Regions from separate parts of the Mus musculus genome. Here all the other regions are linked to region 2. A link is a contact called in public Hi-C and Micro-C data. All regions are on one chromosome and are shown on one strand. The core of a region is the stretch at or near the end of the contact, and the rest is flanking DNA. Distances in the headings are between cores, read along the strand shown.

Region 1 (4,770 bases), core at 1,815-4,314, 160 kb after region 2:
CATCTGTCTCAGCTGACACTTTGCCAATCAGCTTGAGTCCATGGAAGCAGTAAGAAACTGCAGCACATCACCAGAAGGTTGTTTGCTTGTTTGGTGCATTTTTCTCTATGGAGTCTTGACAGGTGAAGCTCAACTACACAGTGTGAAGTGAACCAATACCTGCCTGTCATTACCAAAGAATCCTTTATCATGTGTCCTTTCATGTGCTTGCTTTAGCAGAACATTCTTTCACCTGTGTCTGCTTCAACCAAACATTCTTTCATGAGTCTGCCTTAGCCTATCAACTGTGTCCACTTCAAGAAAATACTTCTTCATTAGACTACTTCCTGCTGATTAGGGCACTGAGTTCCAAGTTTTATCTTTGCACTCAGGATAGTTAATTTCTTATTGTTGTTTATTCTTTGTACATGACTACTTAACAAATTTCAACTAACAGTAACCAACAACAACCGACAACCAAGCCACTACCAACCAACCAATAACAACCTCCCCATGCCTCCCAGGGACCCTAGCATTTTATATCCATTGTAAAGTCCCAGAATTCCAAATGTGACACAATCCCAGAAACTATCCACGTCTGGAAAAAAATCACACTTCTCCTAGAACATGAGATAAAACATAGTCAGCTGCTGCAAAGCAGCATTTATTCCACAACTGGGACTAAGACAAAAACATATTTTTATAATATTTCTGTGTTTTTTAAAAGAAATCAAAATTCTCACTAGATATAGCTAAGCTGTATGCAAGTACTATAATACTGTATAAAAGGTGCTTGAGCACCTACAGACTTCCATATCTGAGGAGGTCATAGGATCACTTACCAGCAGATACTAAGAGATCGATATTCTTACATATTCCTATTGTTTATTTTGTTTTTATCAATAAATCACAATTTCTTACACTGTTCTGTACATACTGTTCTGTGATTTTTGTTTTAATAAAATGACTCCTGTGGCCTCAAGGGAGTACTGGATATTTGGATGACTTCGAAGTGTTCTTCAGTTTGTTATCTAAACTTAATTTCTTTCTGGTACATATTCAATTTTTGGTAAAAATCTGTTTTTCAGTGTAGAAAATACACATGTAGAGGAATAGGAGCTTGAATTATTTACTTTTATGTATATAAAGACACCGTCACTGTCTTCAGACACACCATAAGATGTCATCAGATCCCATTACAGAAGGTTGCAAGCCACTATGTGGTTGCTGGGAATTGAATTCAGGATCTCTGGAAGAGTAGTCAGTGCTCTTAACCACTGAGCCATCACTCTAGCCTCTATTATTTAGGAGCTATCTAGACTTTCACTTATTAGTGGATTCCTTTAAAATGTATTCTAATTTAAAGCAGGGCCATAAAAACAAGCAGAAATTGATGACAGTTTCATATTGCCCCCTTCACTTAATTGTTTTATTTTTGGGTTGACTGATGACTGATTTGCTATGAACTTATTCACTGGATAATAGTGATTTTTTTTCTATATTATTTTATGTCTTTAATAGATTAGCACTCCACTAACTTCTTTTAAATAGAAAGTAATGAAGCTCTAACGGACTCTCATTTATTCCTTCTTCCTAGTTGAGACTTGTTCTTAAGCACTGCTAAGGGTTGTTTTTACCACATAGGCATGGTCTCTCCTATACCAATGGAACCTTAGTATTACTGCAGTGGTTTGAGTGTGAAATGCCTCTATTGACCTGTGTTTGGGCAATTGGTCTCAGCTGGTGGTGCATTTTGGGAAGGTTTGGAACCTTTGCGAAGTAGAGACTTACTTCATGAGTGAGACACTGGGTAGGCTGAAGTTGCATAGCTTGTTCCCACTTCCTGTTCACTCTGCTTCCTGACTAAGGTGCAGTGTGACCAGCTGTCTCACTCCTGCTGGCCACACCTTCCTGCCATGATGACCTGAGTTCCCTAAAACTGCAAGCTAAAGGAAACCCTCTTTCCCTTAAGGTGGTCTCATCAGGTGTTATGTCACAGCCAGAAAAGTAACTGCCATATTGGATGCCAGCAGCACTCAGGAAGCATCTCTCCTCAGAGTCTTCCAGGCGGAATTCCAAACTTCTCTCCCCAACCTTTAAGCATTTTCTTTTTTTTCTTCACAGTACATGAGTTTCCCTGCCGCAGACTCTCTGGGCCCCTTTGTCTGCGTGGAACGGGTCTCTAGTCTCGGGTGGGCAAAGTGTTGGATGAATTAAAAGACAGACAGATGCACACAGGAGAGGTTGTGTAGTATCTGAATGTATTTTGTCAAATCGAGCATCAGACTTTTTATACAGAAGACAATAAGGAAGTTGGGTGACATACCAGCAAGGTACAAAGAGGTTACTAGATTCTTACATAAAACAGAGGAATACAAACACAGAAGGTTTAACAGGAACCACCTGGGATAGAATTCATTGTTAACAACTGGGATCAACAAGGGTTCCATCTAAGATTCACTTAATCTTAGAAGCCAGGGTCAAGGGCTTCGTGCCCTTGCCATAGTTCCTATTTTAGTCTATTGTATAGTCCACCTTCCCCTTAGGCCATTGTAAATGTGTGTCTATGGGTGTAACTCAGCTATAGTCTTAGAAGCCAGGTGTGAGGTCTTTACTTTCCTAGGGCAAGGGCTTTCATACCCAAGTCATGGTTCTAACTAGGGAGTTCCGTTCTAGCTAACCATCTCATGAATAATGCAATACTCTAAAACCACAGCCCGATCTACTTCCTAAACCATTGTAAATTCCTGTATATGGGAGCGACTTGGCTTTTATTCTAAATGATAGTGTAGTACCAGAGGGTATTCTGAATGTCACTGAATAGCAACATTCCTACTGAATTTCAAGCCCATGGTCTTGCTCAAGGACGTTCTAGGACTGTTGGAACACTGGCGGAAGGCTTTAGCTATGTCAGAATTCAATCTTAAAAGGCACTTATAATAGGATAATACTAAAAGAGAGCACGTGGAGCCATACACTAGACTAACACAGGAATGGAAAATTAATGTATAGGTTAGAGAGAACGCCAGACTCTAGGAGTGAGTTTCTGTGAAACTCTTTTGCCTCGTGAGTAGCTTTCAAGTCTCAGCCTGTCAAGCTGACTCGACCGGAGAGCTTGGCATTTCCCCTCCATATCCACACCTAACTACTCATCCAGACCCACACCCTTGCTAACTTCATGAAAAAAATCCCCCAATTTTACCATTTTCAAATTATCTTCTCCCTCTTTTCTTCACATTGTACCATAAGTAGAACATTCCATTCTGTTTATGATTAAATACTCCAGTATGCTGTGATCCAAGTCTACCCAGAAACCTCATCTTCACCTCACACCCCCAACAGAGAGAAGAGTACTACAGCTTCTCTGTGCCTTATGACTTTTCCTATCAACATACAAGTAAACTAAATCTTTCTTAGAAAGAAACAAACACGATGTATAAACAAGTCTTTCTGGACCTACTGCCCCTCTCCAAACCAGACTAGTATCTCTTGCTATGACCTTTATGTCCCAGCAGGCACCATTTGCAATCACCTTGCTCATAGATAGAACATTTTCCACCTGAGTCCCTCCTTGTAAGAACCTTCTCAGTTACCCACTTTGTCTCTTTCCCTTTATGGTGACTAGAAAAGACAAGATTCCCTGGAATGTATTAGGAAAGCAGCAGAGAGACTTGGAAAAAACGTTTCTAGCTTCAATTAGACTTACAATGTCTGTTGAGGCTCACCAGCTTTATAGAGCTGTGGGCTTTTTACTGTTCTTTGGAGAAAGAAGAACCGATTACAAACTTATTTCTTTGAGAGCTCATACTAAACTATGGTACGTTTTTGTAACCATTGCCAAGTTACTTTAAATTTGTGTTTTGGTTCAAGGGCAGACTATATATTGGTTAGGATGTATTCCCAGCTGATTTATCTCCAAAAAGGTTTGCCCAGGGTTTGCCAACTTCTGAACATCTTTCCTTGTGACAGCATTACATTACATATATATATATATATATATATATATATATATATATATATATATATACTCCACTGCTTCCTAAACGCTTATGCCCTTACCAAGGACTCATCCTGAGTTATATAGCCTTGTTAAGAAAACTTTCCCCAACAAATGGCTGGTTCCTCTGGCACTGCTCATACAGAAGGGAATACTCGTCTTGCTTCTTTCTACTTGGGAATCCCACCTGATATACATACAATCCTTAAGACTGATTAGTGTTGTCAATCAACAACAAGCTTTCTTTTCTTTGGTGAAAGGAGTTAAATGTCTCGAAGGCTGCTTCCACAGTCTACTCCAGGACCAAGCCCACAACACGCATGCCCAAGCAGTCACACCAAACCCACGAATACACATGCCCCAGCAGTTGCTTCCAGCTTCTTTTGTATTCCAGGCCAGAGGACCACTCAGGGAAACCCAGCAGACCAAGCTGATGAGCACTGGAGCTGCAGCAGGGCCAGTGGTCTGAGTGCCAGCGAAAATCACAGCAATCTTGGAAACCTCCACAGGCTTGGAAAAAAAGATCCAGGATGCATGGCAAACCAGCTACAGCAGCTGCATTGTTTCAGTGGAACAGCACCACATAGAGGAGGTGCCTAGCTGAGATTTTAGAGGCTTAGGCATAGAATTTTCATCTCATGCCCAGACTTGGGAGAGATGATAGTCACAACCTCAAAAGTCTTGGCTTTCTGAAGCTTTGGCTGGCCAAGTTCTGGTTGTCATGAAGTCTTCCAGCTTTGAGGTCGGGGTTAAGGAGACAATACTGAATAGGCTAAGGCTGTGTCCTTGTGTAA
Region 2 (4,195 bases), core at 258-2,757:
TCACTAATTGAGAAAATGCCTTACAGTTGGATCTCATGGAGGCATTTCCTCAACTGAAGCTCCTTTCTCGGTGATAACTCCAGGTGTGTCAAGTTGACACAAAACTAGCCAGTACAGGCAGGTATCGAGGAGTGCGCTGTGCGAGCACCCGCAGTGGAGTTTAGATCGAATGAACCTTCTAATGGCTTCAATCCCTGGCAGCTACTCCTGGGAACACAGTGCCGAGTGATCCGGTTATGTATGCTCAGTTTTAAAAGAAATTGCCAAGCTACTTTCCAGGTTGGGTATGCCATAGAGTCCCTCCAACAGTGTGTGCGGACTGGGCTTCTCCAAGTCATCAAAAAAGCAAAATAAACAAACAACAACAAACAAACAAGAAACTGCTTGCCCCTGTCACTTTGACTGTAGCTGCCCAGCAGGTGTGAAATCTGTTCTTCGTTGCTGTTGTTTGTTTGTTTGTTGCATGTCTACGGGCTAGTCTTTTTGATGTGTTCCTTGTCTTCTCTGCTACCCTATCTAAGAATTTGCCAGCAATATTTTAAAGCTCAGGAGATGGCAGATAAAACTCCCTGGGGATGGAAATGGGGTTTGTCTTGTTCATTAGCCACTTAATTCTAAGAACTCACTACTGAGTGGGAAGCAACACATTACCTCAGTGCTGCTGCTTTTTTAAAAAAGCTACAAACTCAATACCTCAAAACAGCACACATTTATTCTTTTAAAGTTCTTGACACCAGAGTTTGGAATTTCATTGGGTCCAAATCAGTCAGGGGAGACTCTGGGCACTGTAGAGGGAATCTGTTCTCTCCTGACTCTCTCCTTCTCTCCTCAGGTCCTCCTGCAAGATGGCTTGCCTTCTGTTCTGTAGTGAAATAAATATTCCTTTACCTCACTTCCCCTTTGGTGATATACCTGATTACATGTAGAATCTACCTAAATAATCGAGGGTAACACACTCTAGGTTTCTTTTGCCATTTAAAGAAACTTCCTGGGATTAGGCCGTGAATATCTCTGGGGTATTTCAGCTGACTACCCCAGAGATAGGTCAGCAATCTGTCTGCATGAGGAGGCCTCTGAGGTTTAGGTTTGGAGTTGGTTGGTTCGGACAACGGTTCCTGTTGAGGGGTCTTCTGGAGGCTCAGGTAGGTCCTAGAGGCATGCTGATTTGGGCTCCATAGCCCTTACGGCTCCTCTCACTCTTTTTCCTAGAAACAAGAGGAGCGGACAGCACTTGGGCAGCCACCGGGTGGTGGAGGGGCCTCTGATGGTGCCCAACATCCTGGCCCTAGTCTTCTACCACCCACGCTTACTACACAGCAACCCCTTTCCCATCCCCATCTCCTTACCCTTACCCTTACACTTGCCGCCCCTTGGGAGTCGGCCACGCTGCAATCTCTCAGGTGGCCAGCAGGGGTCAGCATCCCCGCGCAGAGGGTCTCGAGGCTGCGATGGGTGGAGCAGGGCTCGGTGGTGTCCTCCTGCCACCTCTGGTACAGGTCCTGAGTACAGCCAATGTGTCTCCACTGCTTACCCGCTCTCTTCTCTTCGCTTTCCACCTACGAGAAGGCGGCTCCCTCGGGGTCAGCTTGGAGGAAGCTAGCCTCCACAGAAGAGCCGGGAAGGAGGACCAGAGGCACCGGAAGCCCAGAGGCCTTCCTGAGAGCAGGAAGCTGTTAGATTTAGAATGAATTTTCTCCCAAGTGTCTCAGATTGTTGGCCAAAGTTACTCTGATTCTAACGTCCCGTGGTTCCTCGTCCAGCTGGTGGGTTTGGGTGGAGCCTGGTGGAATGCTTGGGCCAGTGCCTCGGGTCTGCAGTAAGAGAGCCTGGCAAAGCCAGGCATTAAAACCTCAGCCCAATTACGTTCTTTTCCACTTGTGTCCTTCCTAATTAAAGGAGGCCCTCTTGATGCCAGCATGGAATGCTGCAGACAAGGAGAAACTAAATTCTGGTCTCGAACTCAACAGCCTGTCTTTAAAGCAGATTCATTATTCACGATGAATAAAAAGTAGCTATAAACACTTGTGTATGGTGGTATGGATATACATTTCCGTAGTTGGGAATGTCATGTGTTTTTCTTGCTTGTAGAATTTCTGATTGAAAATCTTTAAGATAGTTGGAAAACAACACAGGTATCGTGGACTGAGTGGTTGTTTTGTATCAGGCAGAATATGTGTCTGAAAGGGGCGGGAGGGTCTTCCGGTCCACCCTGACTTTGGGAAGCTGCAGCATACTAGCTCTGTAGGGCATTCGGTGCTGCAGCAAAGACAGCCCTGAGAGAGACCCTTGGTGGATGGCCCTTTACTGTATGCCTGAAATCTGCATCAGCTTGGTCTAGGAGGCTTGTCTCTTTGGAATTTCTTTGTGGTGACATGGTCAAATCAAAGACATGCAGAGCCAGGCCCCGTCTTAGCTGTCCTGGGTTGCATCTAACTGAGTCCCCCATTTCCCTGACCATGTTTCCTGACTACCTCAGTCTATGGAATGTTGACTTTGTTCTTCAGCTCATTTTCTTCACCTTTACAAGAGATGTTTGTAACAGAGTAAAGCGGGGCTAACTAACACTTTCTAGTACCTCAAACAATTGCCACACTGCCAGATATACTTGTTTCACAGGATCATCTGCAATGCTAAATTTCCTTTTTATGTCATCCGTGGAAGCTCCTAACCAAAGGGGGATGGAGAATACTCACGAGTCTGAGTGATGTTGCATGTCATTGTGTGGTCTCACTATAAGCACTTCTGAGGGCTAAGCTTTCTCAGGTCCTGATGAAATAGCTCTCTAAGACAAACAAAGCAACAAAACAACTCATAGAGCCAAAATACTAACAATCAGCAACAACAGGCTCGATATTGTTAAGGTAAGTTACTGAATGCTGACATTCACAACAGAACATAGACAAGTATCTGTAATTAACCAGGTCAAAAAAAAAAAAAAAAAAAAAAAACCTGTTTACTTTCGCCTCAGGAAAGACTTTATTTATTTATTTATTTGTTTGTTTATTTGTTTATTTATTTATGTGCACCAGGCTAGGAATAGCATTTACTGCCCTGGAATGTTCTCATTCAATTCTCATGACACACGCGTGTAGAAATGATTGGTGTATACATATTATACGTGATGAGCAGATGAGCTTCTTCCCCCCCCCCCCCCCCCCCCCGAGACAGGGTTTCTCTGTGTAGCCCTAGCTGTCCTGGAACTCACTTTGTAGACCAGGCTGGCCTCGAACTCAGAAACCTGCCTGCCTCTGCCTCCCGAGTGCTGGGATTAAAGGCATGGCCACCACTGCCTGGTTCAGATGAGCTTTTGTTTTCTTTGCTTGCTATAATTGAGATGAGCTATTGATAGGGAGTCCACGCACAGCCACCAGTGAGGGTGGCTGCTGAGTTTTGGTCTCTCAGTCATCCAGCTTCTTGGTTCTTTCTGTCGCAGTGTTTCCACATTTTGTCCAAATGTTTGAGAGTCATCCATCACCTTTATCCACTAACCCTCTCTCTTTCTATAATACTAAAGAGTTCACCATTATGTTTCCTTTCCTGGAGGATCCTGGGCTTCTCACCTGAACAGGGGACGGCACTGTATCTTCTTTTATTTTTATTCACCTTGCTTCTAAAACGTTGCTTGGAGTCCATCAGATGGTCCAGTGACAGGTACTGTGGACCTGAAGGTTGCCATTCCACAGTGCTATCCTGAGGTCAAGTCCTGTTAGTGTGGGCTGCTGCTGATCCACTTCAGGACCAATGGTTCTAAGTAGCACCATTAGCATCAAAGCCTGAGGCCCTATGACTTCTCCCTAGTAGAAAAGCCTGTCACGCGGGTGTAGAATAGATCTCTCCTGCACTCCTGTTCTTCTATGTATCAAGGTCCCTCATTAGCACTCTCTTTGGTGAGATATACGAATCCCTCTAGGGACTCTTTCTTAAGTCACACTTCCTTAATGACTACCAACTGTGCGCACAATTATTGTGGTATTGTCTATCTTTCTGGAAAAATTTTCTCCCCTGATCACCAAATAATAGTCTCATTATATTTGCTATATAATAGAAGATTCTCACTCAATTTGAAGATTAGGGAAAAAGTGGAATCAGTAAGAATTCCTAACTGCAGTAAGAATTGTTACTACTTATGCTTCATCTTTGGTGTGCCTTTAGAAATCATCCAATACCAATCTGTGAATAATTTAATATTGCTGGA
Region 3 (4,586 bases), core at 1,580-4,079, 230 kb after region 2:
CCAACATATACAAAGAACTCAAGAAGTTATACTCCAGAGAACCAAATAACCCTATTAAAAATGGAGTACAGAGCTAAACAAGGAATTTTCAGCTGAGGACTATTGACTGGCCAAGAAGCACCTAAAGAAATATTCAACATCCTTAGTCATCAAGGAAATTCAAATCAAAACAACCTGAGATTTTACCTCACACCAGTCAGAATGGCTATGATCAAAAACTCAAGTGACATCAGATGCTGGTGAAGATGTGGAGAAAGAGGAACACTCTTCCATTGTTGGTGGGATTGCAAGCTAGGTACAACCACTGTGGAAATAAGTCTGACAGTGCCTCAGAATATTGTACACAGTATTACCTGAGTACCCAGCTAAATCATTCCTAGGCAGATACCCAAAAGATGCTCCAACATAAAACAAGGACACATGCTCCACTATGTTCATAGCAGCCTTATTTATAATAGCCAGAAGCTGGAAAGAACCCAGATGTCCTTCAACAGAGGAATGGATAGAGAAAATGTGGTACATTTACACAGTGGAGTATACAGAGCTATTAAAAACAATGACTTCATGAAATCTTAGGCAAATAGATGGAATTAGAAAATATCATCCTAAGTGAGGTAACCCAGACACAAAAGAATACACATGGTATGTTCTCACTGATAAGTGGATATTAGCCCCAAAGCTCGGAATACCCAAGATACAATTCATAGACCACTCAAGAATAAGGAAGATCAAAGTGTGGGTTTCATTCCTTGTTAGTAGAGGAAACAAAATATTCATGCGAACAAATATGGGGACAAAATGTGGAGTGGAGACTGAAGGCAAGGCCATCCAGAGACTGCCCCACCTGGGGATCCATCCCATATACAGCCACAAAACACAGACACTATTGTGGATGTCAAGAAGTGGTTGCTGACAGAAGCCTGACATAGCTGTCTCCTGAGAGGCTCTGACAGAGCCTGACAAGTACAGAGGCAGATGCTCGAAGCCACCCATTGGACTGAGCATGGGGTCCTCAATGGAGGAGTTAGAGAAAGGACTGAAAGAGCTGAAGGGGTTTGCAATTCTGAAGGAAGAACAATGATATCAACCAACCAGATACCCCCAGAGCTCCCAGGGACTAAACTACCAACCAAGGAATACACGTGGAGCAACCCATGGCTTCTTCTGCATATGTAGCAGAGGATGGCCTTGTTGGGCATTGATGGGAGGAGAGGACCTTGGTCCTGTGAAGGCTCGATGCCCCTGTGTAGGGGAATGTGAGGGCTGGGTGGCAGGAGTGGGTAGGCTGGTGAGGGAACATCCTCATAGAAGCAGGGGGAGGATGGATATGGTAGGAGCTTTGGAGGGGGGACTGGGAAAGGGGATAGCATTTGAAATGTAAGTAAAAAATATCCAATAAAAAAGAAAGGCAGGGAATGAAGCAACCCATAGGAACACATGAAAAAAGAAAAGAAAGTCTAGGTTGTCTCCACATCCAAGCTGTTGTGAATAGGGCTGCAATTGACATGGTTGAACATATGTCTCAGTAGTAGGAAGGAGAGTAGTAGGAAGGAGAGTTGTTTGAAAATGCTTGGCCCAGGAAGTGGCACCATTAGGAAGTGTGGCCTTCTTGGAGGAAGTGTGTTCTAGGCATGTGGAGCAGTCTGCACCTGGCTCCCTTTGAATCAAGATGTAGAACTTTTATCTCCTCTAGTGCCATGGCTTCCTGGACGATTGTAATGGATGGAACCTCAGAACCTGTAAGCCAGTGCCAGTTAAATGTTGTCCTTTATAAGAACTGCCTTGGTCATGGTGTTTCTTCATAGCAAGGAAACCCTAACTAAGACAGTGTTGGTGTGTATGCTCAAATTTGCTAAACGCATGAAACTCGAGAAGAACAAAGACCAAAGTGTGGACACTTTGCCCCTTCTTAGAATTGGGAACAAAACACCCATAGAAGGAGTTACAGAGACAAAATTTGGAGCTGTGACGAAAGGATGGACCATCTAGTGATTGCCATATCCAGGGATCTATCCCATAATCAGCTTCCAAACGCTGACACCATTGCATACACTAGCAAGATTTTGCTGAAAGGACCCTGATATAGCTGTCTCTTGTGAGACTATGCCGGGGCCTAGCAAACACAGAAGTGGATGCTCACAGTCAGCTATAAGATGGAACACAGGGCCCCAATGGAGGAGCTAGAGAAAGTACCCAAGGAGCTAAAGGGAACTGCAATCCTATAGGTGGAACAACAATATGAACTAACCAGTACCCCGGAGCTCTTGTCTCTAGCTGCATATGTATCAAAAGATGGCCTAGTCGGCCATCACTGGAAAGAGAGGCCCATTGGACTTGCAAACTTTATATGGCCCAGTACAGGGAACACCAGGGCCAAAAAGTGGGAGTGGATGGGTAGGGGATTGGGGGGGTGGGTATGGGGGACTTTTGGGATAGCATTGGAAATGTAAATGAGGAAGATACCTAATAAAAAATTAAAAAAAAAGAAGTATAGCTGGGTCACATGGTAGATAAATTTCTATGTTTGTTTATTTGTTTGTTTGTTTTTGTTCCCTACTCCCCATCCCTGCTTTTAGGAACTTATTTTCCTTCCAGGTTTTCCCCCTTTGCTCAGGTGTCTGCAGAGCAGCTCAGGACCATGCAGTAGTGACTTCAGTCCACTCAGTGGCATGCAATGTGGGAGCTGCTGAAGTCCTCAGTGGCTAGCTGGTCTCTCCATTCTTCAGTATGAAACTTCTGGATAGATACAGTAAGCATGTGTACACCATCAGACCAGTTGGCCCCCTCAGGCTGAGCAGCAGTGAACTCAGGAGCTGGCAAGTCCAAAAGCTTGGCAGCGGTCCTGAGGCAAAAAGTTTCACAGAAACTAGTTTCCTGGAAGTTCTTTGGCATCCTGTAACACAGATGTGTTTCAGATTTGTCCCTGGGAGTTTTGCGTGCTTTCCTTCAGTATTGTTTTTATTATAAGTGCCTCCAAGGAATGATTTGACAAATAGCTAAGTTAGATTGGCCTCCACCAGTGTTCCAATATCTTAGGCAATCGTTGAGCTGACTTTGGGCTTTGAATTTCGTAAGAATGTTACTTATTCAGACGAATTGCCTCCAGTGTTGACAGAGAGATAGTGAAAGAAATCGGGCATTGCAGTTTACTGGATAAGAGCTAGAAATCTCAGGGCTAGTTCCACAAAGTAAACTTAGAATTCTCAAATTAGAAAAAAGTTGGTGGGTTTCTCTGTTAAATGGAAGTTCTCTACAGATACTTAAAATAACAACTAAGTCACTCCCATTTAGAGGAGTTTACAATGGCCTAGGAAGAAGGTGGGTTATGGTCTAAGAAGGAACTAGAGTAAATACTTAGAATAACAGCTGAGTCACTCCCTTATACAGGAATTTACAATGGCCTAGGGAGAAGGTGGGTTATACAATAGACTAGAATTGGAACTATGGCAAGGGCATAAAGCCCTTGCCCCTGGCTTCTAAGAATAAACTGACCTTAGGTAGGGCTGATTTTTATCCCAGCTGTAAATAGTGATTTTTATCCCAGTTGTAAACACTGCCTGGTGCTTGGTTCCTGCTGAATTTTATGTATGCATTTCTCTGTTTTGTGTAAATAGTTATTTTGCATCCGGTAACCTTAATGTACCTTAGATGACCTTTAGTGTATCACCTAACTTCCTTGTTTTCTTCTGTAATATAAGTCTGATGCTCACTTTGAGAAATTACATTCAGATCCAACACTCTCTGGTGTTAGTGTCTGACATTTTTTTTTGGTCAACACCTTGCCCACCTGAGTACCAGAACCCTGATTCTCCCATGGGTTGAGGGACCGACTGAGTCCAGTCCATGGCACATTTGCCCTAGAATTCCTCCTTGGTCACCACCTTCTCAGCAGCAGCCTGCTCCTCCTTCTCAATCTCCTCTGGGTCTCTGTAGAAGTAAAGATCAGGCATGACCTCCCACAGGTGATCATGGGAGACACTGCCACACACGTGCAGTACTTCCCAGGCCAGCATCTGCCATGTCAGACCCACAGTGTGAGCTCCCTTGTTGTCGCATGGGATGGCAATGTTCAAGTAGCACAGAGGGAGAGTCTGTGTTACACAGAGCAATGGTGGGCAGGCTGACTTAAGATGCCACTGTGAGTGGCTGGTGGTCAGCCCTGGAATCAGTCACCACTAGAAGCTGTGATTCCCTGAAGGCTGCTTGGGTCTGCTTAGTGAAGGTCTCAGGCATGAAGCAGCTACCAATGGGAGCTCATCAGTGAACTTCAACACGGCTGGCTGGCCAGTGTTCCTGGAGGATTTGACGCTGACATCATCAGGGTTTTCAATGGCAACCATAGCTGGAGTTGCAAGCAACAGCCAGGATTCCCCAGGTCCTCTTCAGACTTATGATGTAGATACCATCTCTATTCCATTTGTAGATGTACTGCTCCTTCTGAAAGTCAAGGTTGGTGCCACCTGAGTCTGTTCCTGATGATGTTTGTTTGTTTTATTTTGAGGGGAGGTTGCAAGGGTGGAGGGTAGATATAGAGAGACGGGAGATGAGTGGGCTTTGGGGTGCATGATGTGAAACTCACAAAGAAT

Evidence for each region. A called contact is a pair of places that touch in the nucleus more often than the background predicts.
Region 1: a Micro-C map of trophoblast stem cells shows a contact between it and region 2, with 4 times the contacts expected there. The contact joins two enhancer-like sites. A contact is called at or near these places in 1 of 39 promoter capture datasets (embryonic stem cells), 1 of 15 datasets of contacts at CTCF or cohesin (embryonic stem cells), 22 of 484 Hi-C or Micro-C datasets (the AML12 cell line, the AtT-20 cell line, the HL-1 cell line and 7 more), 15 of 115 datasets of contacts at active chromatin or transcription factors (astrocytes, embryonic stem cells, neural progenitor cells and 1 more) and 1 of 9 other capture datasets (embryonic stem cells).
Region 3: a contact with region 2 is called in a Hi-C map of liver, with 1.9 times the contacts expected there. The contact joins two enhancer-like sites. A contact is called at or near these places in 3 of 484 Hi-C or Micro-C datasets (the HL-1 cell line, liver and stem cell-derived primordial germ cell-like cells) and 4 of 115 datasets of contacts at active chromatin or transcription factors (embryonic stem cells and epiblast stem cells).

Annotation. Positions count from the first base shown.
Region 1 is chr11:22,459,210-22,463,979 of GRCm38.p6, reverse strand. No RefSeq gene overlaps it. Among named protein-coding and RNA genes, the nearest start is that of Gm39609, 18 kb to the right of the region's middle. Within about 2 kb of position 3,064, at least 29 of the 459 cell types and tissues checked have an H3K27ac peak or open chromatin away from gene starts, as enhancers often do. A contact at or near this core is called in astrocytes and trophoblast stem cells, where this site is marked.
Region 2 is chr11:22,614,988-22,619,182 of GRCm38.p6, reverse strand. Gm12052 (predicted gene 12052) reads right to left here. Exons shown (of 5, transcript NR_166746.1): 3 at 2,694-2,782; 4 at 1,353-1,826; 5 at 691-862. Among named protein-coding and RNA genes, the nearest start is that of Gm12052, 5.4 kb to the right of the region's middle. Within about 2 kb of position 1,507, at least 136 of the 459 cell types and tissues checked have an H3K27ac peak or open chromatin away from gene starts, as enhancers often do. A contact at or near this core is called in astrocytes, liver and trophoblast stem cells, where this site is marked.
Region 3 is chr11:22,386,179-22,390,764 of GRCm38.p6, reverse strand. It overlaps the pseudogene Rpsa-ps3. Among named protein-coding and RNA genes, the nearest start is that of Gm39609, 55 kb to the left of the region's middle. Within about 2 kb of position 2,829, at least 13 of the 459 cell types and tissues checked have an H3K27ac peak or open chromatin away from gene starts, as enhancers often do. A contact at or near this core is called in liver, where this site is marked.